2 separate regions of the Mus musculus genome follow, and region 1 is linked to region 2. Evidence: chromatin contacts called from public Hi-C data. All regions are on one chromosome and are shown on one strand. Each heading gives the region's core, a stretch centred on a gene start, on an enhancer-like site or on the middle of the called end of the contact. The rest is flanking DNA. Distances are from core to core; before and after follow the strand shown.

What was found. Hi-C and Micro-C count contacts between places; a contact is called where the count stands out from the background.
Region 1: a contact with region 2 is called in a Hi-C map of cerebral cortex, with 1.5 times the contacts expected there. The contact joins two enhancer-like sites. A contact is called at or near these places in 5 of 39 promoter capture datasets (the HPC-7 cell line, embryonic stem cells, hippocampal neurons and 2 more), 2 of 15 datasets of contacts at CTCF or cohesin (embryonic stem cells and large pre-B cells), 26 of 484 Hi-C or Micro-C datasets (CD8 T cells, the G1E-ER4 cell line, LSK cells and 10 more), 8 of 115 datasets of contacts at active chromatin or transcription factors (T-cell acute lymphoblastic leukemia, double positive thymocytes, embryonic stem cells and 1 more) and 4 of 9 other capture datasets (adipose tissue, embryonic stem cells, liver and 1 more).

Annotation. Positions count from the first base shown.
Region 1 is chr12:111,842,962-111,850,021 of GRCm38.p6, forward strand. Ppp1r13b (protein phosphatase 1, regulatory subunit 13B) reads right to left here. Exons shown (of 17, transcript NM_011625.1): 5 at 3,367-3,468; 6 at 1,861-2,035; 7 at 584-780. Among named protein-coding and RNA genes, the nearest start is that of Zfyve21, 32 kb to the left of the region's middle. Within about 2 kb of position 5,445, at least 61 of the 459 cell types and tissues checked have an H3K27ac peak or open chromatin away from gene starts, as enhancers often do. A contact at or near this core is called in cerebral cortex, where this site is marked.
Region 2 is chr12:111,769,163-111,776,319 of GRCm38.p6, forward strand. It overlaps Klc1 (kinesin light chain 1), which reads left to right. Exons shown (of 16, transcript NM_001025360.2): 2 at 3,157-3,418; 3 at 5,191-5,421; 4 at 6,762-6,840. The coding sequence starts at 3,158. Among named protein-coding and RNA genes, the nearest start is that of Klc1, 14 kb to the left of the region's middle. Within about 2 kb of position 5,884, at least 8 of the 459 cell types and tissues checked have an H3K27ac peak or open chromatin away from gene starts, as enhancers often do. A contact at or near this core is called in cerebral cortex, where this site is marked.

The sequences.
Region 1 (7,060 bases), core at 4,195-6,694, 73 kb after region 2:
ACGGAGGTAACTGGAGGGTCACAGAGACAACCCTAAATTCCAAATATAGTATTTAAATTGCCGAGCTGTAACTGACATTTTATTATTGTTTTATTTATGTGTAAGTGTGTGTTTATGTAAGTTCATGCCATGTGTATACATGTGTGTGTGCGCGCGCTCGCGTGCTGGGTGAACGGCATGTGCATTATGTACGCATAGTGCCTGCAGAGCAGAAGAGGGCAGCAGTTCCCATGGTGGAGTTACACATGTTTGTGAACCACCATGTAGTGGTAGAAAGTGAACTTGGGTGTTCTGCAAAACCAGGAAGTGCTTAAGAGCTCTGAACATTTCTCCAAGCCTGAGGGATGGAAACGTTGAAGGCTGAAATATGACTGGTTTGTCTCCCTAAGTCAGTCCAAAGCCCTCGCTTGCGCTGAGCAGATAGGAGTGCAACCCTTGGAGGCATTTACATGCACACGAGGTCAGAACTACTATGAAGTTAGGGTCAGCGAGTCTGTTTCCAGGCTCTGAATACCCCTGACATTTTACACAGAAAGTCAGAAGGAGGATATGTGCAGTTAACCACCCCAGACCAGGCTCTTACCTGCAGCTCTTGGTAGAGTCGTTTCAACTCCACTGCTGCTGGCCCTGTCAACCTGCCATTGTATGACTGGAACCCATTCAGTTTTCCTTTCTTTAAATCTTCTAGTTGCTGACTAAGCTGATCAACTCGTAAGATTGCAGTCTGAACTTCCTGTTTCTTCTCCTGGAACATGGCACTGAACCTTTCTATCTCAGCAGCTGTAATGACCAAAACAGAAAACAGGTTATTTAAAGAACATACTCTGCCTTCATTTCTATTCTTACACTCAATTCTGGTACTATTTATGCTAGCCTTGGATTAAAGAGTATGCATAAAATAAAATAATAAAGATACAGTATATGTATAACCCAAAACAGAGTTTTTTCCTCCCAAGAGCTAGGGATGAAGAAACTCTGTTAGGTTTGCTGTGCGGGTGTTCTAGCCTACCTGGCTGCAAAACACCAGCAGGCTTTGACAGCCGTGATGTGACTCCTCACAAGTCAGTGACTATGCTTCCATTAGCTACTGAATAGTCCTTAGGGGCATCCATTTAAAAGCTAGTTTGGTCAAAGCACTTCAGATCCCAGAGAGCAAGATAAAAGCTTTGTTGTGAAGGTCTTACCCATTGCTGTAACATCAAACAGACAAACACAAACAGCCCAGAGTTCACAGACAAGCAAGAGAAGCACCTGTGTGACCTAAGTGACTGGCTGCTGAGATGAGGCTACTGCATAGTCTCTCAAGGGCTGGGATTACAGGCATGTGCCTCCATACCTGGCAGTATGGTCATCTTAATGCATGGATGAAATTTACGTAGTTTAACAAAACCAGACTACTCATTATAGCCCCTGGAGCAACCTCACAAAATCCATCACCCATAACAGAAAGGTCCAGAGCTATTCACAGACAAACCAAATGCCATACATATGCAAAAATCACCATAATTTATCAAAATTTTAAGTTTAAGGAGAAAGAATTATGAACTTCCTGATTAAGCAATACACGTAATATACATTCATCAAATTATTACTGTGCCCTATAAAAAACCATAATTAAGTTTATATTTTAAAAAATCCAGGAAATTGAATTCAAATAATACCATCCTAGAACACACCCTCACTCAGACTTGACTAGCTTTTCCAGAGAAGAATATATAATTAAAAACCCCAGTTAACCCAGCGAGCTCTTTGCTGCAGGTGAGAGTTAAGGGTTAGAAACGTGCAGTGCCATTTGGGATTGTGACCGGGACTGCCCTGACTTGGCCCGGGTGTGGGCCCAGGCCCGCATGCAGCACATACACAGATTGCCATTCATGATCTTGCTGTAGTCAACTTGTCCTCTCATGGCCCGGATCTTCTTCAGCTTGTTTTCCTGGGCTTCAACTCGCTCTTTCAGTTTCTGAAGCTTTTCATTTTCAGAAACGGACTGCTGCTGGCGGCGCTCCTGTTGCTTTAGAAAATGTAAACGCTGTTCCTATAAAGAATGAAAACCATAAGCTTTGCAGGTAGAAACTTAAGGTTACTTTTATACATGAAACAAACAGACAAACTGAGTGCACCCTATAGCATCACCTACTAAAGAACACTGAAGGAATTCTGCACACGTCAGACCACACAAAACTGACAATACTGGTGTCCATATGTGTGAGACGATGTGAGTTTGGGGATTCTTAAGGCAGATCTGATTACATGCACTCATCTGCACATTCGGCTCATGCCGGGGCCTCTGCTGAAAGGTCACAGCAAGGAACTTCGGTCTGTTCCCGCACTTTCCTCTGCATGCCACAGTATCTGTCAAGTCCCACCAGCCTTGCTCCTGCTGTCTGCCCAGGGCTCCTGATGTTATGAAGTACTTCCAAGGATCCCACACTCAATTTCCTAAATATCAGAGTGTTCCACATGGAAAGAAGATCACTAGATAAACCTCCAATCTCTACCTCAAACTACTAGGCAATCAAGGGACTGTTTGATTTCTTCATAGTTAGTGCCTTTAAATTGTGAAACGTTTTGTAAAGAACAAAACAATCCTACAGGAAAATGCACATAGCGCTCCTCACCAGTTTTTCTCCTGTGTGTAGCCCTGACCATCCTGAAATTCGATCTGTAGATCAAGCTAGCCTTGAACTCACAGAGATCCCTCTGCCTCTGCCTCTCTGCCTCTCTCTCTGCCTCTCTGCCTCTGCCTCTGCTTCTGCCTCTAGAATGCTGGGATTAAAGGCTGGCTGTTCAGGGGCTTTCTTTGAAGTGGATTCATACTGTTTTAAGACAGTATGAATAACCCTTAGGAGGGATGGGTTGTAGCTCTGATTTTTTTCTAGTTGATTATCAAGTATAACTAAACCATGACTTAGAAAAATCCCCAAACTCACTTTCAGGGTTTACCACAAAAGCAGGCTATGGGGTATATAATGGGCCCTAACATGCTCAATGTGGAAAAGCCCCTAGAACGCCCATTTGTTAACTGGCTATCACTGTTCCAGGCCCCGCCAGAGCTTTCGTCAGATTGCCAGTCTCCTATAGGATAGTAAATTCTACTACATGGCAGAGACCACACCCAGGGATCTGTCCACATTCTGTCTGCCATTTGGTTATATCAATCACTCACCATGCTGGAATGGCATGTGTACCAAAGCCCAAAGGCTCTGATGCAACCCCAACATCAAGAAGACTCAGGCACATGTGCCACTACAGAGTGCAGCACATATACGCTGCTCAGCACAGCCCCATCTCACCACCTGGGATGGTAACCTTAACCTAACAGCAAGTTGAATTACACATTGTGAGTCAGGTTTCTTTTGAATGTACCTTGGCAACCAACATTTGCTGCTGGTTTTCAATTTGCTGCTGCTGCCTGGCTGCCATATCTTGAAGTTCTGAGAGGGTAAGTTCAACACGTGGATTCCCAACCTGTAGGAACAAAAGTGCTCATGGGACATCTGTCCTCCTTCTGCAAGGTTACCTTTCTCTAAGTGTCAGCATACATTTTAGATAGGCTCACAAGGAATTAGAAAAATAAAACTTAGTTTTTTTCCTGACAAGAACTTCTCCTATGTGGTGACTACTTTTATTAAAAGTAAATAACAAGTGTAATTTTTTTCTAAATACCATTTTTCTAATGCATAAATTTCAGATACTGTATTTAATAAAAGATGACATGACCATTTGCAGATGTGCATAAATGAAGTTCTGTTCTGAATAGGGATTTAACAGGTGTATTTGAGCAAATGGGGCTGGCAAACAGTTAAAGATAAACAACCAAAAAGTAAATATACTGATGACTCCTCCTCCCCCCACCCTCCCGCAAAAATGCACTGTCACCTGCTCTAGAGAAATGGAAGTAGTAATAGAATCTAAAATGCAAATATTCATTAAAAACCTTCCATGTGGTTCGCCTATTACCTAACAGTATGGTGCATATGGGCTGGACATAGAAAGAAGTGGAGCTGACAACTGGCCGTATACCCTTCCCACATAAGCCGCAGAATGTCCATCAGCAGGTGCTAGGGCACTCCACCTCACAGATGGGAGAGCAAGCAGGAGCAGGCAGCATACAGCAATGCAGGCAGCCCGTGCTCTTAGCCCGTCACATAGAACACAACTCACTAAGCTCTGCCATGTGCAAGACGTATCCTCTCAGTCGTGCTCCATGCACTGTGCACATATCCTTCAAGTCCACACGCTGCGTATGTGAGGACTCTGGGAGAGGAGCCGTGGGAGAGGTAAGGACAGAGCAAAGGAGGCAGCTCATAAAAGCAGCAGAGCGCCATTCTAAAGGCCTGGTGTCTCGCTGACCCTTCCCTTCTAACCCCTCAGATCCTCACTACCCACTTCCTACTTCTACATTTACACACACACACACACACACACACACACACACACACACACACACACACACAGAGAGAGAGAGAGAGAGAGAGAGAGAGAGAGAGAGAGAGAGAGAGAGAGAGAGAGAGAGAGAGGGAGGGAGGATCCCTTTAAGTTCCGGCACTTTTTAACCTCTTACAATTGTTTTCCTAATTTTGGAATTTAATTTTATGTATATGGGTGTTTTGCCTGTATCCCTCAGAGGCAAGAAGAGTTCCAGAGTTGTGAGCAGCCATGTGGGTGCTGGAATTGAAACTGGGTCCTCTGAAAGAAAGGCTCTTAACTGCTGTGCCGTCTTTCCAGTTCCAGCCCACATTCTACCAGCTCTGCCTCTTCCTAAACTCTTAAGATTATCTGAGCGTACACTAAGCTCCGGGAACATAGACTCAGAGTCACATACATATCTGAATATTATTCTTTTATCCAAAGATCCTAACGGAGCAATGTGGAACTAGTCGTCCCCCCCCCCCTTTTTTTTTTTTTTTTCGAGACAGGGCTTCTCTGTGTAGTCCTGGCTGTCCTGGAACTCACTTTGTAGACCAGGCTGGCCTCCAACTCAGAAATCTGCCTGCCTCTGCCTCCCAAGTGCTGGGATTAAAGGAGTGCGCCACCACTGCTAGTCTCTTTTTAAAAAAGAGAGATTTTACATTAATTAATTAATCCTGACACCATGGACAGTCAGGATAATTTAAAAAGGCAGCTCTTTCCTTCTCACATGTAGATGGAAGATGCTTTCCCCAAGCATCTTTGCCCTCAAGCATCTTGCCAATCCTTAAAAATGAGGTTTTTTAAACTGTCAAGTTATAGATACTTCCACTTTAACACAAACAAGTTCTACCAAAAATAAAGTCCCTCCTGTACAGGCTGCTGGAGGAGCAAAACCAGCAGCTTTACTTAGCTGCGCCCTATTGGCCCACACTGCTGATTGCTACAGGGCCATCAACTGCTTTCTGACAGGAGGGAGCTGAGGCCTGCTCTGTGGAGGGAGCTGAGGCCTGCTGTTTTACGTTAGTCACAGGCCCTGGAGGATGAGCTAATCCTGCTGTCTGGCTGCTGGACATCCTGTGACCATCACACTGCCTTCTAAATACGTGGTTTATGTCCGGAGGCCAGTGCTGCTGTGTGGAGAGTTATAATTGGCCCAATGCTGAGAACAAGTGACAACAGAATGCCTGGCTGTAAATATCTATCTATGCCGCCCAGATCAAGGCTCAGGGACATCATGAACAGTGAGCACAGACGGTGAGAGCTGAGGACAGAGGAGTGCCATGGGATCCTGACTCGGGACACGGCATGCCTGCTGAGCTCTTGGCCTCACAGTGGATCTGATTACTTGTACAGGAGCTGCATGGGAGTGGCCGGTCAGCAGCCTGTCAGGGATGGGTACGGGTTCACCAGACTACACAGTCACTACAGTAACTCTTCCGCAAGAGTTACTGACAGTTAATGGTTGCTGAGGCAGAGCCACCGCCCATACTCCTGAAGGACTATTAAGATTCCCTGATAGTCTCACAGATAGGGAGATGGACCAAGTTAGATGTGGGAAGCCACATGTGCCGTTGCAGAGTGGCACTGACTACTGCTGGCCACCACGCATAAGTTTGGACAAACAACCAATGTGTACATATGCAGTAAAGTTTTTTGCAAAGACACTGCCTTGCCCGGGCATGATAATGAGGTTTTGAGAGTATAACCAATCAGATGTGAGACATGCAAATGAGGTATGATAATGAGGCTCTGTGAGGTACAGAGAGAGAGTAGCCAATCAGATGAGGAACATGCAAATGAGGCGTAGTGCATAACCAATCCGGGTGTGAGACACGCCTCTCCTAGGCCTATATAAGCAGCACCAGCTCTGGGCTCAGGGTCTCTTCGCCTCTGCAATCAAGCTCTCCCAATAAACGTGTGCAGAAGGATCCTGTTGCAACGTCGTTACTGCTGGCCAGTCCAGCGCGGGCAAGAGTTAGATAGTAAAGATGGTGAACTTCCTGTGGGTACTGACTATGGACTGGTCGGTCCTGCAAGTTCAAGGTCAGATCTTTACCCCACAGCTATGGACCCATCAGCCTCTCTGTCATGGTTCAAACTCAACAACCCTAATTGAGGAAGGAAGACCTCCTTCAGAGACCCTTAGAACCCTCAGTCCTCCAGGAAAGACTCGGGGGCGGGTGTGTGTGCGTGTGTGTGCGCGCGTGTGCACGTGTGTGTGTGTGTGTGTGTGTGTGTGTGCGCGTGTGTGTGTGTGTGTGTTCACCCCTTACAGCCTTTCTTTCAGCGTGTCTGCTGTCTGCTGTCTGAGATCAGCCGCTACCCCTGCTGCCCCCTGCTGCCCCTGCCGTGGTTGAGAATTTTCTCTTTTAATCTTTACCTGGCAGAGAAGATGAACCCAATCAAGACCCCTAGACAGTAACAGGAACTGTCTCAAAAAAGAGATTTAATCTAAGCTCTCAGTGTAGTGGCCTCTAACTGTCTCCGGAGGCCTCTGATCACTCCTGCTCCCTCCTGCAACCTCTGGCACCAGTCTGATGCAGCTAACTTCACACCCTCTGATGACTGATGCAGCTAACTAACTGCACCACCTCTGGGGACTCTGATGCAGCTAACTATCTGCACCACCTCTGGGGACTCTGATGCA
Region 2 (7,157 bases), core at 4,634-7,133:
GTTTTTCTGAGACAGGGTTTCTGTCCTGGAACTTGATCTGTAGACCAGGCTGGCCTCGAACTCAGAAATCCGCCTGCCTCTTCCTCCCGAGTGCTGGGACTAAAGGCGTGTGCCACCACTGCCCCACTGGATGACTTGTTTGAAAAAAAAATGTTTAGTTAAATTTCCATGTAACCTTCGTTTTTATATGTGCGGTTGTTCTGCTTCCATGCATGCACACATGCATGCATGTGCATCACGTTTGTGCAGTTCCTGCAGAGGCCGGAAGAAGGCGTCAGATTCCCCAAGATGAGTTAAAGACAGTCTCGGATTGCTGTGATAGTGCTTGGCGTGGAGCCCAGGCCCTCAGAGAAGAACCGGTGCTGTTAACTGCTGCGCCCTTTCCATAGCCCCACCCACTCCTCCTGTTGGGGGATTTGGGTTTTGATTGTTGTTTGATTGTCGCTCAGGAAGGCCTCAGATTCACAGCAGCCTTCTTGCTTTGCTTCAGCTTCTCTGTGTTAGGGTTGCAGGTGTTAGACTCTGTGCCTTGCTTGTGTATTTTAGAAGAATGAAATGAACTCTGTGGGTAGAATTTACAAGGAGGCAAATTTCGCTTCAGGAAAAACAATGGGTATCTAACAAAGTGCTGCAGTAACCTGGCAAGGAAGGTACTCAAAAAGTAGTGGAGTCCAGTCCTGAGCAGCGTGCCTGCAACCCCAGGCTCACCAGGGATGCGCCTCAGTCTTTATAGCAGGTTGGGAGATTGGGCAGTTACTGAAGAACTCCTGTGTCTGGTACCCTGAGACCATGCTCCTAACAGCCCCACAAGTGAGACTGCTGACTGCCGAGTCTCAGGAAGGCTGGGCTTAGTGCCTGTCTCCCTGGATTCACAGCCTGTCTCATTCCCACACCCATCTCATTTCTCAGGAACACGATAGCCCCAAACCCTAAACACATTCTCTCCCATCAGGCTCAGGCTCTCTCTCTCTCTCTCTCTCTCTCTCTCTCTCTCTCTCTCTCTCTCCCCCTCTCTCTCTCTCTCTCTCTCTCTCTCTCTCTCTCTCTCTCTCTCTCTCGTGTGTGTGTGTGTGTGTGTGTGTGTGTGTGTGTGTGTGTGTGTGTGTGTCTTATGTCTGTGTGCTGGGGGATGGAACTCAGCTGTGGCTTGGCTTTAATGTGCAGTGGTCTGTTGTGTTCTCCGGCAGCCCCTTAGCCCCCTTTCAGGCCTCAGGCTCAGCTTCTGTTGTCCCTCAGTTTTTCTGTTATGACATTGCTGTGTGATAAGACTGGATCTCCCCATAGGATTGGCTGCTACTCCGTAGTCCACTGTGCTCCCCATCTAGGCGGTGTCTCAGGCCTGTTTTTTAGCTTGTCCTATGGTCTCTGTGTCCCCGGGGGCAGATTCTTACAGATGGTGGATTTCAGGGCCAAGCTTGAGAGTAAGTTTTGGTGTAATGCTTGATTCATTTTGTATGGGAAAGATCAAGCATTCATGCTTCACTCTTGGGAAGTTTAAGTGCTCGGCTCTCAGGTGAGGATGACAGGATGGTCCGTATGCTTTTGTTCCTCACCCTCTATTCCCGGTGCCCTGCCCTGCTCTTGGCTCGTGCTCCTGATTACACCTACAGGTCGATCTTCAACAAAAGCTGGTCCTTAATGTCTTACTTAGTAAAATACACTGTACCAGGACTGGGACCTAGGCCAGGTCAGGAGAACGCCTGATTCTCAGTCATTTTCCGGTCAGCGTCCTCTCCTCCTCCTGTCTTGCCACACAGTGCACATTTACAGCAGTGGCCTCGGAAGCCAAATAAGTGGACAGTGAGACAGTGAATGCAGGGAGGACCTGGCCTCGCTGGAGAGGTGGCTCTGAGACTAAGCACTGACTGCTTTCCAGAGGTCCTGAGCTCAGTTCCCAGCAACCACAGGGTGGCTCACAGCCTGTCATGGGATCTGATGCCCTCTTCTGGCATGCAGATATACAGGCAGATAGAGCACTCACACATTTAAAAAAAAAAAAAGAAAGAGGGGGCTGGTGAGATGGCTCAGCGGGTAAGAGCACCTGACTGCTCTTCCAAAGGTCCTGAGTTCAAATCCCAGCAACCACATGGTGGCTCACACCCATCTGTAACGAGATCTAATGCCCTCTTCTGATGTGTCTGAAGACAGCTACAGTGTACTTACATGTAATTAATAAATAAGTAAATTAAAAAAAAAGAAGAAAAAAAAAAGCTTTAAAAGAAAAGAAAGAAAGAAAGAAGGAAGAAAGAAAGAAAGAAAGAGAACATGGCCTTGATAATTTTGTTTTTGGTCCTTTCATGTGTTCTTCAGTGAAAGAGGGGTTGTGCATGTGTGTGATCTTTTTTGAGACAGGGTTTCTCTGTGTAGCCCTGACTGTCCTGGAACTCACTCTGTAGATCAGGCTGGACTCAGACTCAAAGATCCACCTGCCTCTGCATCCTGAGTGCTGGGATTAAAGGTGTATGCTACATATGAATAAATTTGTGGCAATTGATTATAAAAGTAATGTAGTCATCTTAGCTATGCCCCAAATCATTTTTCTAGAGAAATTGACAATACAGAAACTGGAGTCATCTTTATTTTGAGACTGCTCTTGTTTTTACTGATTCCCAGGGTGCATTGCTGCTTCTTTCCTGTCTGTTGAGCAGCTCTCATCCGTTGTTTGCCAGTAGCACCTTCAGTGGAAGGAGCTGGAGTCTCTATCTTTTTTTTTCTTGGTGTTTTGAAACAGGGTCCCTGGCTATTCTGGAACTCACTCTAGACCAGGCTGGCCTCAAACTCACATATCTACTTGCTTCTGCCTCCCGAGTTCTGGGATTAAAGATGTACACCACCACTGCCTGGCTAATAATTCTTAAAAATACTTACTTTTGTTTTGTGTGTATTGATATTTTGCCTGTGTGTGTTTGTGTCTGTGTACCACATATATACAGTGCCTGCAGAGGTTGGAAGAAGGCATTGAATCTCCTGGAATTGAAGTTACAGATCTTTGTAAGCTGCCATGTGGGTGCTGGGAACTGAATTGGGGGTCTCTTTAAGAGCAAGTGCTCTTAACCTCTGAGCCATCTCTCCAGCTTTGTCAAATGTGACTTAGAGTTGTCAAGTCTTTGCTGTTGAGGTTTTCACGGCGTGTCTGATTTTCTCTCTCCGTCGCAGGATGTATGACAACATGTCCACCATGGTGTACATAAAGGAAGAGAAGCTGGAGAAGCTCACGCAGGATGAGATCATCTCTAAGACCAAGCAAGTGATCCAGGGGCTGGAAGCCCTGAAGAATGAGCACAACTCCATCCTGCAGAGTTTGCTGGAGACGCTGAAGTGCTTGAAGAAGGATGACGAGAGCAACCTGGTGGAAGAGAAATCCAGCATGATCCGCAAGTCCCTGGAGATGCTGGAGCTTGGCCTGAGCGAGGCGCAGGTATCAGCGACTCAGTTAGCGCGCAGCAACCCCAGGACCACGTTACTTTGAGTGTATGGATCTGACAGAGATGAGGACAGTGGATTCGTATACGCTCCCCCGAAGGCCCGTGGCTCTGTCAGTAAAGCCAGTTAACATTCAGCACTCTGGCTGGCCAGTGGTGGCCCACAACTGTAATCCCAGCACTCAGGAGGCAGAAGCAGGCAGATCTGTCTGAGTCTGAGACCAGCCTGGTCTACAGAGCAAGTTCCAGGACAGTCAGGATCACACAGAGAAACCCTGTCTTGAAAAACCAACCCACCAACCCACCCACCCCTCGGCATCTCTGCATTGGAGCTGGGCGTCGTCCCTAGTGTTTTGCTTGTACAGTTAGTGAATGAGCAAGAGGCAGACTTCTGCATCACCAGTTTTGTCTTTTATAAAGAAAGGTCACCACCTAGATTCATTCCAGTTTAAAATTTTCCATCTTCACTTTGGTATATTAGTTATAAACCACAGCTTCTCTTGTGTTAAACTATTCTGGGGAGGAACCCAGGATCTCATATGAGCCTATTGTCTCCCCCAAGTTCTGTGGTTTTTATTTGTTTGTTTTTTAAAATATGTTTTTATATCTATATCTATATATATATCTCCATCTGCCTGTCTGTCGTTCCACCCATCTATCCATCCGTCTGTCTATCTATGTAACTTTTTTTTTTTTTTTCCCAAGACAGGGTTTCTCTGTGTAGTCCTGGCTGTTTTGGAACTCACTCTGTAGACCAGGCTGGCCTCCAACTCAGAGATCTACTTGCCTCTGCCGCCCAAGTGCTGGGATTAAAGGCGTGGGCCACCACCGCCCGGCTCTATGTAACTGTTGTGACAAGGTCTCTTTCTGTATAGTTTGGCTATCCTGGAACTCTATGAAGTTCCAAGCTGGCCTCAAACTCACAGAGATCTGCCTGCCTCTGCCCCTGCCAGGTTTAAAGGCCAGCACTACTTTGTCAGGCTTAGCTATTTTGTGTGTGGTGCGCACATTCTTGCCATGCTCTGCACGTGGAGGTTAGAGATCAATCCATGGGAAACTACCACATGGGTTCCAGGGTCGGACTCAGGTCACCAGGCTTGGTGACAGGCTCCTTAACCTGTTTGCCCACCTCTGGTTCTGTTGTTGAAAGATGGTAGGAATGTGGAAACATTTTTTTTTTCTTGTTAGATGATAGGTTTTAATCAAGAAAGTAAGAAAAAGCCTTCCTTCTGGTGTTTCATGTTTTATACCTAGGAAGATGGTGACCCACTTACTATGCCGTGACCGGGACCAGTAGACACATGGTCTGCAGAGGACACAGGCTGAAGCCCCTCTGCCTTCCTCTGCTCCTTTTTGTCTTAGTATGGCTGGAAGTGTGCGGTACTTTCAGTAGTTGTTGGTAGCTACGGGATTCTTCCCGAGCCTTAGTGGCGAGGACGACTTACATGCTGCCCTCCCCTACCTGCACTGTAAACGGAAATGTGCAAAGGTAGGCTGGCGGTCCACGTAGAAGCGGGACGCATGAGAAGAGGAGATGCTCTCACAGAGTGGCGGGTTGTAGATGTTCCAGGCTATGGTCCTGTGTCCTGTGACACTCACTCCAGTGTGATCTGTGCCAAGCGTAAAAGGAGGAATAAAGGGCAGATCTTGTTTATGTGCACACACAGAATGTTTTTTGTAAATGTGATTTGGAACCGCAAGGCACATGTGTGTTCCGGGCTCTCCTCCAAAGGCGTGCTGCAATGTGTAAACGTTCTCTTCTGATCAGGTGATGATGGCGCTGTCCAATCACCTGAATGCTGTGGAGTCCGAGAAGCAAAAGCTCCGCGCTCAGGTTCGACGGCTGTGCCAGGAGAACCAGTGGCTGCGGGATGAGCTGGCCAACACGCAGCAGAAGTTGCAGAAGAGCGAGCAGTCGGTGGCGCAGCTGGAGGAGGAGAAGAAACACCTGGAGTTCATGAACCAGCTGAAGAAGTACGACGACGACATCTCCCCCTCGGTGAGTGCTCGGCCACGCACGCCTCGCTCTGCTCAGGCCGTGTCCAAAGGCTGTCTAAGAGCAGATCTTAGCCAGGTAATCCAGTAACCCCACGTCTAAATCGTCGCTCTGGGAGGCAGGGGCAGAGGGGCAGAGGGGCAGAGGCAGGAGATTTGCTGCAAGTTCAAGGCCAGCCTGGTGAGTACCAGGCCAGGCAGAGCTACATAGCGAGAGCCAGCCTGGAAGAAGAACAGAGTATAAGGCTCCTTGGTGCTTCTGCCTGGGCACTGCTCTTGAGCTGTGCTCAGAGGTTGGATCTAGTGACCGGTGTTTGTGCTCAGAGCTGCAGGCTCGGCTTTCCAGCAGACGAGGAGGACTTTTCCTTGCGCTCTTTTGCTTCCTGTGGCCTTTTTTGCGTTGGGTGGGTGCTTGCTAGTACTGGCTTGGTTCGTAGGCGGCTCGTGTTGTGGTGTGTTGTGTAGGCGTGTGTCGGTGATGGAGATGGGACGCAGGCCTCTGCCTATGCAGATGCTTTCCACTGGGCACAGCCCTGATCCTTGTCCCCTCTTTGGCTGTCGCATCTCATTAAAACGGTTGTTTATCTCCCATGGTCTCTGCGTCTTTGAAGGATGCATTATTCATCCCTAGGGGGTGTTTTCACCGTGAGATTTGCTTCCCTGTTCCGCTCTGCATTGGCAGTGCTGTCACCAGTGGTGATGCGCATTTTTTCCCTCATCAGGCCAGGCCGTTGGCTTTCCTCACTGTCTCTGCCTGTGCACTGATAGGAATCTGTTGGAGTTATGATGTAAAACTGACAGGCCCTTAGCTCCTCTGGGGGCCCTAGTTCCCTCCTCTGTAGGAATGGCATGAGGGAGCTCCTCCCCCCTGTTGCTTTGGGAATTATAAATACACCATTTTTTTCCTGCCACTAATTTTGGACTTCCAGCAAGACTTTGCTTTTCTGCTAGAACTTCACCTGAACACAGTCAAAGAATCTAAGATCTAGAAATGCAGTCAGGATCTGTCTGTCTTTTCAGGCAATGGCCTACAGTTTCCTCACTTCTAATCTATCAAACCCTCTTTGGCTCCTTTTATTTGTTTCTTTTTGGGGGGAGGCAGGGGGTGGTGGTGGATAGGGGTAGTTACCTACCCACAGGCCTTGCTCAAGGTAGGCAAGTTTAGTAAACTCATTGCTCTTTACTGAGCTGCTGGGTAAGCCACACTCAGATCATCATACTCTTAACTGTAAAAAACTGGCTATCTTGTCTGGTCTGTAGTAAGTAAAAAGGAATTTTATGTTAAGAGGTTTGCAGGCGGCATGGGGGTTCTACAGAGTGAAGGATGCTCTGGGTCTCTTGTAGGAGGACAAAGACTCTGATTCTTCCAAAGAGCCGTTGGATGATCTCTTCCCAAATGACGAGGACGAACCAGGACAAGGAAGTGAGTAGCAAGGATGTGACCGTGCCGTTAAATGTGGAGTAGTGTGGGGCTGCTTCCTCTCTGAGGACAGTCCTGCCCTGGCATACTTAGCTTGTGAGAATTATATATATATAAGGTCTCACATGAGAATTATATATATATATATATATATATATATATATATATATATGAGGTCTCACATGGTAGCCCAGGGTGGCCTTTTTTTTAAAGATCAAAAATTTTTATTTTATGTGTATGAGTGTTTCATTTGCATGTATGTATATGTACTAGGTGGGTGTCTGGTGCCTACAGAGGTCAGAAGAGGGTGGCAGAGCCCC